2 separate regions of the Macaca mulatta genome follow, and region 1 is linked to region 2. A link is a contact called in public Hi-C data. All regions are on one chromosome and are shown on one strand. The core of a region is the stretch at or near the end of the contact, and the rest is flanking DNA. Distances in the headings are between cores, read along the strand shown.

The links. A called contact is a pair of places that touch in the nucleus more often than the background predicts.
Region 1: a Hi-C map of fetal cortical plate shows a contact between it and region 2, with 2.6 times the contacts expected there. The contact joins the promoter of RTN4RL2 here to the promoter of YPEL4 in region 2. A contact is called at or near these places in 4 of 14 Hi-C or Micro-C datasets (cortical neurons, fetal cortex germinal zone, fetal cortical plate and 1 more).

The regions. Positions count from the first base shown.
Region 1 is chr14:15,939,581-15,945,450 of T2T-MMU8v2.0, reverse strand. RTN4RL2 (reticulon 4 receptor like 2) reads left to right here and starts at 1,404. Exons shown (of 3, transcript XM_015114160.3): 1 at 1,404-1,772. The coding sequence starts at 1,742.
Region 2 is chr14:15,745,684-15,751,292 of T2T-MMU8v2.0, reverse strand. It overlaps YPEL4 (yippee like 4), which reads right to left and starts at 3,105. Exons shown (of 5, transcript NM_001261807.1): 1 at 2,957-3,105; 2 at 259-583; 3 at 44-87. The coding sequence starts at 399.

The DNA of each region.
Region 1 (5,870 bases), core at 155-2,654, 200 kb before region 2:
GAGGGAACAGAGACGGAGACCACGAAATAGGAATAAGAGTCGGGGGAGAAAACCAGAGAAATCGAATGAAAACGCAAGAAGAACGAGAAACCGTGGAAGGAGCAGAGAATGAATGGGAAGAATAAGACCAACATTTATCAAGCGCCGACTGTATGCCAGGCACTGCGTTGGACGCTGGCACGGATAGGAAAGGAGGAGCCGCGGCGCGGGCGGCGGGGCGAGGGGCTTCTGTGCTGGCGGGAACGGCAGCGCAGGGGGCTCAGGGGTCCGGCACGGCCGCACCCGCGGCTCCAGCAGCCCCAACCCCGCCGGCGCTGCCTGGCCACCGTACCCGAAGCGGCTCCCCCGAGGGCCCCGAGCGTATCCCACGCCGGGGCGGCTCCGCGGACGAGCTGGACCGAGTCAAGACCTGGGAGCCTTTGTAGGGAAGTGCATAGGTGATGGGTCGGCTGATACCGCCATGAAGGGCCAGAGGGGCTCCAGTGAGACCATAATCCGCCCCTCTTTAAAAGGGGGTAGAGGAAGTTCGCACGAAACCAACAGTCTTCTCCCCAGCTTTGGGTCCTCTCCTGCACCCCCGCGGGGGATAAGATCTCCCCTCCCGGACGCATCACACATACACAAAAAAACGCACACACTCGCACACGTGCCCAACTCGCACCCGCTCGTAAATGCGCTAAGGGGCATACACACACCGGGCACATATTTCTTCTCCACCAATCCCCAAGATCGCAAGCGCAAAACCTCTCACAGCCTCACGTTTCCCACCAGCCTAGACATGCACGCTGGCGGACTCGCAGCCGTTCACCCGTGTGCACACTCACGTGCCCCCCGCTTCCCCAAGCCCGTACAAAGGGTAACGTGCAAGCATCCTGAGTCACACCTGCACAAGCATCCTTGCGCGCACGTGCACGCTCATATGCACTCGATCTTGCACGCACAAACTCTTGCATATGCTATTCTTATAGTCGCATACTGGGCTTGAGGTCTGGGAATGGAAGGAAAAGTGGAATCTTGGAGCTGTCCCAGGGGACAGAAACGCTGGAGGCCGGGGCACTGGCGCGAGGGACGCGGCTGGGGGCGGGGGAGGGGGTGACCCAGAAGCTCATCTTCTCCTGGAAATTTGGGAGGGGGGAACAGGACAAGTCCACGGGGTTCCCCTAAACTACCGCATTCCCCCAATAAGGGATTTCTCTAGAAGCGTGGCGCCGCGAGGACGATCGAACACAGTCCTTCGGGTCCCTTAAGCGGGGGGAGGGGGGTGGGGTGGAGGGGGGTTAGAAAGCCGCTCCCGCCTCCTAGTGGTCAAGAAAGGGTTAAGTCGGCAAGTCAGCAAGCGAGGGAGGAGCCAGCGAGTGCGGGAAGGAGTGGGGGTGGTTGGGAAGAGCTTCCTCGCTGTCCCCACTCTCCCTCGGCTAGCAGCCTGGGCGCACGGACCGACGGACTGACGGACTCTCGAGCTGACAGTGCAGCTAGCGGGGCGCGGGCGCTGGGCGTTGACGGCCAGCCCCAGCCCTCCCCGCCCCGTCGCGCCCCGCCCCGTCCCGTCGGGGCCGATGGCTCCTCCCGAGGCCCGCAGCCCGGGGGGCGCAGGGTAGAGCGCAGCGGCCCGGCCACGCAGCCCGGGGACTCCCGGGCCCTCCCGGAGCCCCGCGGGGTCCCCGCCGTGCATCCGGCGGGCTCAGGGAGCGAGTGGGAGCGCCCTCCCCCCGCCGCCCCCTCCCCCGAGCGTCGAGACAAGATGCTGCCCGGGCTCAGGCGCCTGCTGCAAGGTAAGAACCCCGGCGGCGGGAGAGCGGAGGGCATCCTGGGGAGAGAAGCAGGGCGTCCCTTCTTTCAGGGATCTAGGGTGGGGCAGTTGGGGATGTGGGGTAACCTGGGGAAGGGGAAAAGCTCAGCGCTGGGGCCGCGCCCCCGCCGCCAGGGCTGCTCTCAGCAGGAGGGCACTTGGCTAGGAGCCTGCGGGCGCGTGCGAGGAGCTCGTGACCGAGGTGGGACGCTGGGGGCAGGTGGACCCGGCCCGGAGGGGGGAGGGAAGCTCAGGTTCCACTGTCCCGGCTCCACCTGCTCCGGGGGACGCCGAGGACTCGGGCCGGCTGGGGAAGCGCCGACTCAGCAACTCCTCCTGCCCGGTGCCTCAGCACTTTCTGGCCACCTGGGAAGACAGGAGGTGTGGGTAGGGGGCTGTCTGGGGAGGTAGGAGGCGCAGAGGGAAATCCAAGTGGCCCTCTTTGGTAGGACAGATGGAGGGCGCTAGAAAGAGGATAGTTCTACTGATTGAGTGACAGATAAGGGTGTGGGCCAGAGATTGGGGGTGGGGTGGGGAGGGGTCAGGGGGAGAGTGATAGGAAGGGGAAGTCAAAGATGGAGAAAGTGGTGAGGGAAGCTGAAAGGAGGAGGGAGATGGAGCGGGGGAGGGGGAGAAGGAATAAAGGTTAGACGGGAAAAGCGTGGAGGGAAGTGGGACCCAGGTGAAGACCAAGGAAGAGGGAAGGAGAGGAAAGACCAGATCAGGGGAGGGGTGGGAAGAAGACTAGGGATGGGGACCCAGAATCCGGGATGGAGGTAGCAGGAAAGAGAATTAGGACTGGGACCCTGGGGACCGGAATGGAAAAGGAGAATGGAAAGATCAGAAACCAGAGAAGGATGGGGATGGTGGCTAGAGAAGGGGCATCAGGAACCGGGGAAGAGGGTTGGGGACCGGGAACCATGGGTGGGAGAAGGGCTGGAGAGGAGGGACAAGGAGGAGGAAGAGAAAGGCTGGGAGAGAGGGACTGGGGGCTGGGGGGTGCTGCCCAGGGATGAGACAAAGAGGCTTCTGGTAACCACTTCCACGTGGGAAGCCCTCCATTCCCAAAGCCCTGCCTGCCACATTGCTTCTCTCAGGGAGTGGCTGGTGGGCCAGATGGGGGGTGCTCTGAGCTCAGAGCCTTGGGGGGGGCTGTGAGGGACAGAGGGTGAAGACTTTGGAAGGGGAGTGGCAGCCTCTGAGGGTGGGCAACCAGGCTGGCTCCTGTGCTGCCATTTATTTATCCGGCCCGGACGTTGGATTCTGCAGCCACCGCCACCACCACGGTGGCTGCTTATTTTGGGGTGTTACATTCTGGCAGAGTGAGAAGCTGTTTGCAGCAGCTCTAAACCTCCGTCACCCGCGTCAGTGCCTCCCCAGGCCCCTGCGTCACTGGTATCACCACCACCTCCATCCCACTCCTCAGCTCCCACCTCCTCAGCCCCTGCCCCCTCAGCATCTGCCCGCAGGCCCTGGCCCCTCCCTGAAGCAGCCTGTGGGGTGTGGAGCCCTTGCTTCTCGTCTGGGACCCTGTACCCCTCCTTTCAGAGCAAGAGGCCTCCGCTGCCTTTCCAGGGAGCATCCCACTCTCCACCAGAGACTCTGCCCTGTGGGTGGGTAGCCTGGATCCTGCCCCCTACCTTGGGTCTAGTTTTCTCCTTCTCAAGTTCCTTCTTCTACAGGGGCCTCCAGCCCAAAGAGTGGCCTGTGGGCTGAGAACTTTGTTTCTGAGCCTTGGTACTCCAAGGTTTAATAGCCAGAGTCCTGGACAGTGGTCCCTCAGTGAACGGATACTTTTGGCTCTGGATACTTCAGCCTTCCGGGATCAATACCATGTTCTAGCCTCTCTTGGCTCCCTCCCCTGGTCAGTTCTGGCCATATCTTCTGGACAGGGGTCATCTCTTCTTGACTCTCAAATGTAATTACTACTGTAGAGCAACTGCAACTGGAAGCCTGGGAGATGAAATTTGCAGAGAGAGCTGGAGTCCCTTTCTTGCCTTGACCCTGAAATGGTCACACAGACTCAGCATTGTGGCTGGCCCAGCCCTAGGCACCTGTGTGCAGTTTTTCTCCTGTCTTTACCTCAAGGGCAGTGTCTCACACATTCAGGTGTGGTTTCTGCGGAGGATGTGATGACCTCTTAAAGAAAGGTCAGAGAGTCTCTCTGACATGGGCTTGATGCCCCTCTTTTCCAATCTGGGTTCCACCTGTACTAGCTGCATGACCTGAGGCCACTGTGTCATGTTTCTGGGGCTCCCTTCCTTCATCTGCAAATTGAGGACCACAATACTGACCTCTAGGGGGTTATGTGTGTGGTGTTTAATGTATAAAGAAGTTAACATGTACAAATGCAGTGCCTGGGACAAAATAGGTGCTTCCTGGTTTCCTCCTACCCTGCTGTACTCTCCCCTGCAGCTCTAGCCATCCCCTGCTGACTTTAGAGGAGGGGTGAGCAGAGAGGGTGGGGGAGGCTGCTACAAAGGGCTTTCCTCTGTCCATGAAGTAGTGGAGGGATGAAATGAAGGCTTCTGAGAAAGACAATGAGGGCAAGCTGTAGAGATCTGGTCAGGAGGCCTGGGGTGCTCAGAAACTGACACTGCCCCTCCCCAGCTCTCAGCGGTGTTACCTGTGACATGAGGGGTCGGCTCTAGGTGGCCACCGAGGTATCCCCCTTTCCAGCTCTGACACTCTGTGCATCTTGCCCCAGTCTCCACCGGGAATTCACAAAATGAAGGCCAGGAGCAGAGCTGTGGTCCTCGGGAGAGAGAGGAGGCCTGGGCCTGGAGGGAAGGAGTGGTGGTGAGGAGGTGTGAGAACAGGGGGTGGGGAAGGGACATGGCAAGAAAGAAAAGGGCACACACTGGGCAGGGCAGGGACCGAGGGCGGGAGAGGGAGGGAAAGGCACAGCTCTCTGGTCCTCCAACCCCCCAGTCCCGCCACCTCTGCCCTGGAGTGCTCACTCCAGCCCCAGCAGGCCTGGGGGCAGTGAAGCCCAGAGCCCCCCACTCTCCCCTCCTCCTTGCCTCCAGTGAGAGCCGCAGCGTGAATTATGGATGAGCTCCTTGGGTTACAGCTGCTTTGCACGGCAGTGGCAAGGGCCAGAAATGGCAACAGAGTCACTGTTATGCAGCAGCTGTTATGGAGGGGCGCCCAGCACGGGGTCGCTCTTCAGAGGGCCTGCAGGGACCACTGTCATGGGCTGGGGGAGGTACCCTGGCTGAGGGAGACATGGGAACAAGACGGAAGGAAGGAGCCTGGGGAAAGAGAAGAGAAGCAGTCTAATGCGGGCAGGTGGGGAGCAGGAGAGTCTAGGGAAAGAAAGAGGAGTAGGCACCCTTGCCAGCTCCTGCAGAGTTTACCCTCAAGCCGGAAGGAGCCCTGGTGCCAGGGGAATGGGCCATGCCTCTGGGGCCCTCTGAGATTGCACATCCTTCCCTCTGTCCCTCCTGGGGCAGCGATCAGTGCGGAGGCTGGGGAAGAACTCTGTAATCCTCCAGGGGCTGGCGGCCATCAGGGCTCACACTCTGGTGAGCTTGTGGATAAGGGGTAGGATTAAGGGATCAGAGAAGGATTTGGCTTCTTTTGGTGTCAAGTCCTTAGTGAGATAGAGATCAGAGGGTGACTCTGACAGGAAGGGAAGTGCCCTGGCTGGGCATCGAGAGACTTTTCCAGCCTTTTCCCTGCCAACACTTTGCTGTGTGACCTTGGGTAAGTCGTTTGCTCTCTCTGAGCTCCAATCATCACCTCAGTAGAACAGATGCTTGAACCAGAGGAATCGAGGGGACCTTTCCAGCTTTGAAATCTCCAGTTCTAAGCCCCAAACCTCAACCCTCATGAAACCCACTCAGCATCCCCACTGTGCTTCCACACTCCACCTCTGCCTGGTTCAGATGAGGGGTGAGAGACACTGCTCCTCCACCCCACGTGGGTCTGAGAAACTCAGGAGGAGAAAGTAATCGTGAAACGCCGCACGGGGGAGGGGTGAGAAGGGCCGAGAAACGCGGAGGCGGTGTGAACGAATGGAACAGCAGCCGCTGTGTCACTGAGTATTACATCACACCCAGCCTACACACGCACGGGG
Region 2 (5,609 bases), core at 1,856-4,355:
CACATAAGCACAAGCACACGCACAAGGAAAGAGGTAGACTCACACGGAGTTAAACAGGTAGGCTCGGCCATGGCTCCCTTGGAAGGACTGTGGAGACATAGGACAGACAGTGACTACCAAGCAGCCCTCAGCCCCACTGCCTGAATCCCCGCAGGGGTGTGTGGGAGAGAGGAAGAGCTTCGCTGCCTCACCCCTGGGTGATGTTCAGGCTAGCCTGGTGCACGAGAAGAGGGGAATGGCAGGTCCCGCTTCACATACCTTGGAAATAAGCTCATCGTGTTTGGCCAGGTGTGCACGGCAGTGGACACAGCTGTAAGTGCGGTGGCAGCGGGGCAGGTAGCTGCGGAAAGTCTTGGTGGGGAGGCAGGCAGGGCCTGGACCGGGGTCACAGCTGGGCATGACGGGCTGGAGGACAATGCCCTGGCGGGCTGGAGGGGCTGGCGCCGTGCAGCCCCCGCAGAGACGGTCGCAGGTGAAGCAGCGGAGCAGGTTGGCTAGAGCCGTGTTTCAGGGCAGGAGAAGTGTTGGGGGGCTGCCCGGCGAGGGCCCCCCCAGACGAGAACCAGATAGAAATAGAAGTCACCTGGGAAGAGGGGAAAGGACATCAGGGGAGCCGTGACCTCAGGAGGGCCCCTCCTGAGGGAATGGAGGAAAAGGGGCTCAGCTCACCCATACCTCTACTTCCCCCATCACCATCGATCCCCCCTCGGCATCCAGTTGCATTGTTGCCCTGTCCCCTGGATCCCCATCCTGCTCTGGCAAACCTGGCAGCCGATCCTTTCTGGCGCCAAAGCCAGGGAGTCGGTGTTTCTCCCTCCTGGGGCAGAAGCAGCCTCCACCATTTTCCACAGAGAGAAGCCCACGAGCACAGACGCTGCCATGGGAGCAACGTCATCTGCAAGTGCCCTCTCCTTGGTTTTCAGTTCTTCGTGAGGCTCTGCATCGCACAGGCATTGGTAGGCACTGTGTCTCCGGGGATCAGAGTCTTTTAAGAGTTGGGGATGCCTGAAGGTCTTTCTTTTACATGGCCTTTGTTTGCAATACAATTGATCCTTTATACATTTTGGCGGGGGAGGTGTAAGGTGAGGGGAGGAGGAGCATGCAGGCAGGTTTACAAACCCTGATTCAGTTCTCTCCTGAGGTCAGGGTCCTGCGCTCTTCACTAGAACTTTATAGTTGTTTCCAGCAGTACGGAAGCCCTCACATGTGGCCGCCCATTCCCGCACCTTGGTTCACTCATTCTGGCCCAGAATAAGCACCTGCCTGTCTTCCCAGCCTCTGGGCCCCTTGGTCTTTCTCTTTCCTATTCTTTACTAACTGTTGCCTTAGCCCTTGGTTAAAGACTTAGGCAGAAAATACATTTTCTTCAGGCAATCTGACAGCTGGAGCCAATGGGAAATGGGTAGCGTGTCAGAGGAGCCTGATTCCTGGGCTGGGCAGGGCTGTGTGGTAGGGTGAGAGCAACGGCCACAACGAACAGCAGAAGGAGGACTCATTTTTAACAGCTGTGCTTTGGGGCACAAGGCAGAAAATGTTTCTACCTTCTCCCAGGGGGCAGGGACAAACAGCAGTGACTGTGGGTGACTGAAGATGAAGTAATTGCTGGGTTCTGATTAGGAATAGAGGAAGATTGCCTTCTGCCCACGCGCCAGCTTCCGAGTGGCTGAAGGTGCTGGAGGAGAGGATAAGAAGGGAGGTGGCCCCTGTGGGCTCCGATAAGCAGGTGAGCTGCTGCTTTCTGCTTCATAGAGCTCCCAGCCCGCTGTGGGTGGTTAGCCTAAGTCTGGTTCAGAGATGCCAGCTGGGCACTCTGGCAATGCTAGAGCACTAAGCAGAGGCGAGGCAGTGTTGGCTGCGGTTAGCCAGGGCATACAGACTGTCCTCGTCCTGTCGTCCGCAGTGGCCACAAGCACCCAGCCGTTCCACTCTCTGAAGGCCGCCAGGCAGTCTCTCCACAAAACCTCCATAGAGACTATCTTCAGTTTCAGGTCCTCTCCTCCTGGCTGGGCCCCAGGAAAACACCTTGGGCTGAGTTCAGGGTGACATTGGGCTCCGGCTGCAGGAAATGGGCCCTCCTTGCCAAGAGACCACCTTTCAGTCTCTGCTTCACAGGTCTGCCTTCAACTTTGCCTGCGAGTTCCCCTCTGACATGCACTACCTTGAAACACCTTCAAGGGGCATGGGGAACGGGGCAGCTTGGGTCCCCAATCTTGGGCTCCTTCTCCAGCCTCCAGCCGTCACGCCTCCCTCCCTCTCCCCTAATTCCCAGTCAAGCCAAGGAGAGGCTGCAAGGAAGGCCAGAGAATCACAGAAAGGGGAGTAGGGGTCATTTTTTCACCCATCTCGGATCACAGGGAGAAGCAAGTTGGGCAAATGACTGGAGAAAAAACAAAGGCAAGCCGAGTGCTGGGGAGAGATGTTCCCCTGAAGTGAGATGGGGCTGGACCGTGGGAGGAAGGGGAGAGGGAGGGCTGGCGGGGGCAACTGACAGCTGACAACAGAGGCGCCGAGGCAGAGGCTGGAGGAACCAGGTGCGAATCTCGTGCTTCTTAGGGGGGAAAGAAAGGGAGGGGGACACCTGCTCACAATGGATTTTCTCATCTGCTCTGAGGTTTTGGCATCCCCCGGGCTGGTATTCTCAGTATGGTATGGTCCAAATAATTAGCAGCACTGCCAGCTCCCAGGGCAGGCTTTGGGGGTCTGCACCAGCAGCAAAACAATAAACAGTAATGCCTGATGCTACAGCCAAAGTTGCCGGGAAATAAGTGCGGGAATCGTCAGAGCTTGGAGAGGGATGGAAGAACCGAGAGAGAGGAGCGGAGGCAGCAGGGAGGGGGAAGGGAGGACAAAGGGTGGATGAATAATGTTTTTGCGAAGGGGAGAAAGCAACACGCAGCAGGAGGAGGAAATTTGCAAAGAGAAAAAAAATTCATTTGGAGAAGGGCTGCCCCCTCACCTTGAGGTCTGCTCCAGAGATCTCCGTCTATCTCTCTCTCTCTCTCTCAATCTCTCAATCTCTCTGCTCACTCTTCTCTCTTCTCTTTCCGCTCCTTCAATTGGGAAGGGGATGGGGGTGGGTGGGGGGAGGGTAGTTGGGGACTCAAGACTGGGGCTGCAAAGCTGGCCAGCTGCTGGGGGGGCAGAGGTTGTCTCTCGTTCTGTACCTCGGTCTGTGGGTGAATGTGGCTGTGTGTTGTGGAACTGCATCATAACACTGTGAGTCATCCATCCCCCCACCCCCCCTCACCTCCCACGTCAGAGCAGGGCTGGGAGACACAGGAGGCGGGTCGGAAGGAAGGGAGGGGGCAGGCATCAAAGGATGGGGCTAGAGGAGTGGGGGCCGAGGGACGAGGTGGCGATGGTGGGCAAGGGGAGAGGCAAGTTGTTAAGGAGGAAGGCAGTGTGGCCAAGGAGATAGGAAGAACCTGGGGGAAGACAGGGCTGGGCAAAGATGCAGTGAGGGTGGCAGGGCTAGAGGAAAGGAGGTGGCAAGGCTGGTGAAGGAAGATATGGATGCAGAGTGAGGCAGCACACACACATTTAAGATGATACACTTTCCCATTTCAGCTTGGACACCAGCCCTGAAGCAGGGAAAAGACAGATGTACTAATTGTCATGGATGGCAAACCGTGCCCCAAAACTTGTACCAAGCCTTAAAGCCTCAGTTTAATACTCCTGAAGGAGTCATAGACCCAATATGACATTTTGCATGCAGAAACCTCTTAACAGCTACCTCCAAATTATGTGTGCTTCATGAATGGAGACACCTACATTATATGAAATTTTCTATTGGGCTGTAAACTTCCTGAGACAGGCCTTCTGGGAAATTCCTCTCTACATCCCAGGACCGCAATGCCTAGTACAGACCCATGCATTTAGATGTTTCCAAAATAGCAATTGTTTCCGCGGCATTATGTTCTGCTGGCCTAGAGGTCTTAGTTCCAGAGGGAGGAACGTGGCCACCAAGAGACACAACAATGATTCCATTAAACTGGAATTTAAGATTGCCACCTGTCCACTTTGGGTTCTTCTTACCTTTAAGTCAACTAGCTAAGAAGGGAGTTACAGTGTTGGCTGGGGTGACTGACCCAGACTATCAAGATGAAATCAGTCTACTGCTCCACAATGGAGGTAAGGAAGTATGCATGGAATACAGGAGATCCCATAGGGTGTCTCTTAATATTACCATGCCCTGTGATTAAGGTCAATGGGAAACTACAACAGCCCAATCCAGGCAGGATTACAAACAGCCCAGACCCTTCAGGAATCAAGGTTTGGGTCACTCCACCAGGTTAAAAAAACATAATCTGCTGAGGTGCTAGCTGAAGGCAAACGGAATACAGAATGGGTAGTCAAAGAAAGTAGTCATCAATACAAGCTATGACCACGTGACCAGTTGCAGAAATGAAGACTGTAATTGTCATGAGTATTGCCTCCTCCTTTTGTTAGGAACATGTTTGTGCATATATACACTTGTACTAAGAAAATATCTTGGCCGGGCGCGGTGGCTCAAGCCTGTAATCCCAGCACTTTGGGAGGCCGAGACGGGCGGATCACGAGGTCAGGAGATCGAGACCATCCTGGCTAACACGGTGAAACCCCGTCTCTATTAAGAAATACAAAAAAAACTAGCCGGGCGAGGTGGCGGGCGCCTGTAGTCCCAGCTACTCGGGAGGCTGAGGCCGGAGAATGGCGTGAACCCGGGAGGCGGAGCTTGCAGTGAGCTGAGATCCGGCCACTGCACTCCAGCCTGGGTGACAGAGCGAGACTCCATCTCAAAAAAAAAAAAAAAAAAAAAAAAAAAGAAAATATCTTCATTTTATTTCCTTTCTTTTGCCTTTATCATGTGACATAAGACTTACTGACTTGATATCAGCATTTTTTTTTTTTTTTTTTTTTTTTTTGAGACGGAGTCTCGCTCTGTCGCCCAGGCTGGAGTGCAGTGGCCGGATCTCAGCTCACTGCAAGCTCCGCCTCCCGGGTTCGGGCCATTCTCCTGTCTCAGCCTCCCGAGTAGCTGGGACTACAGGCGCCCGCCACCTCGCCCGGCTAGTTTTTTGTATTTTTTTAGTAGAGACGGGGTTTCACCGTGTTAGCCAGGATGGTCTCGATCTCCTGACCTCGTGATCCGCCCGTCTCGGCCTCCCAAAGTGCTGGGATTACAGGCTTGAGCCACCGCGCCCGGCCGATATCAGCATTTAAGTGTTGTTACCTCTATGTAATAGCATTTGGGTTGGGGATTGGTGTGTTTCCGGTTGTACGAAGGATAGCTGTATTATGTTAAGCGTAATTATGACCTTATTATTGTCTTTATTTGAAGATTATGTATGATTTCAGGAGACGTGTATGGGTTCAAGTTGACAAGGGGTGGACTTGTGATGGTTAATATTGTCAACTTGATTGGATTGAAAGATGCAAAGAATTGTTCCTGGGTGTGTCTGTGAGGGTATTGCCAAAGGTGATTAACATTTGAGTCAATGGACTGGGAAAGGCAGACCCATCCTCAGTCTGGGTGGGCACGATCTAATCAACTGAGCCAGAATAAAAGCAGATCGAAGAATGTGGAAAGACCAGACTGGTTTAGCCTCTGAGCCTACATCTTTCTCCCA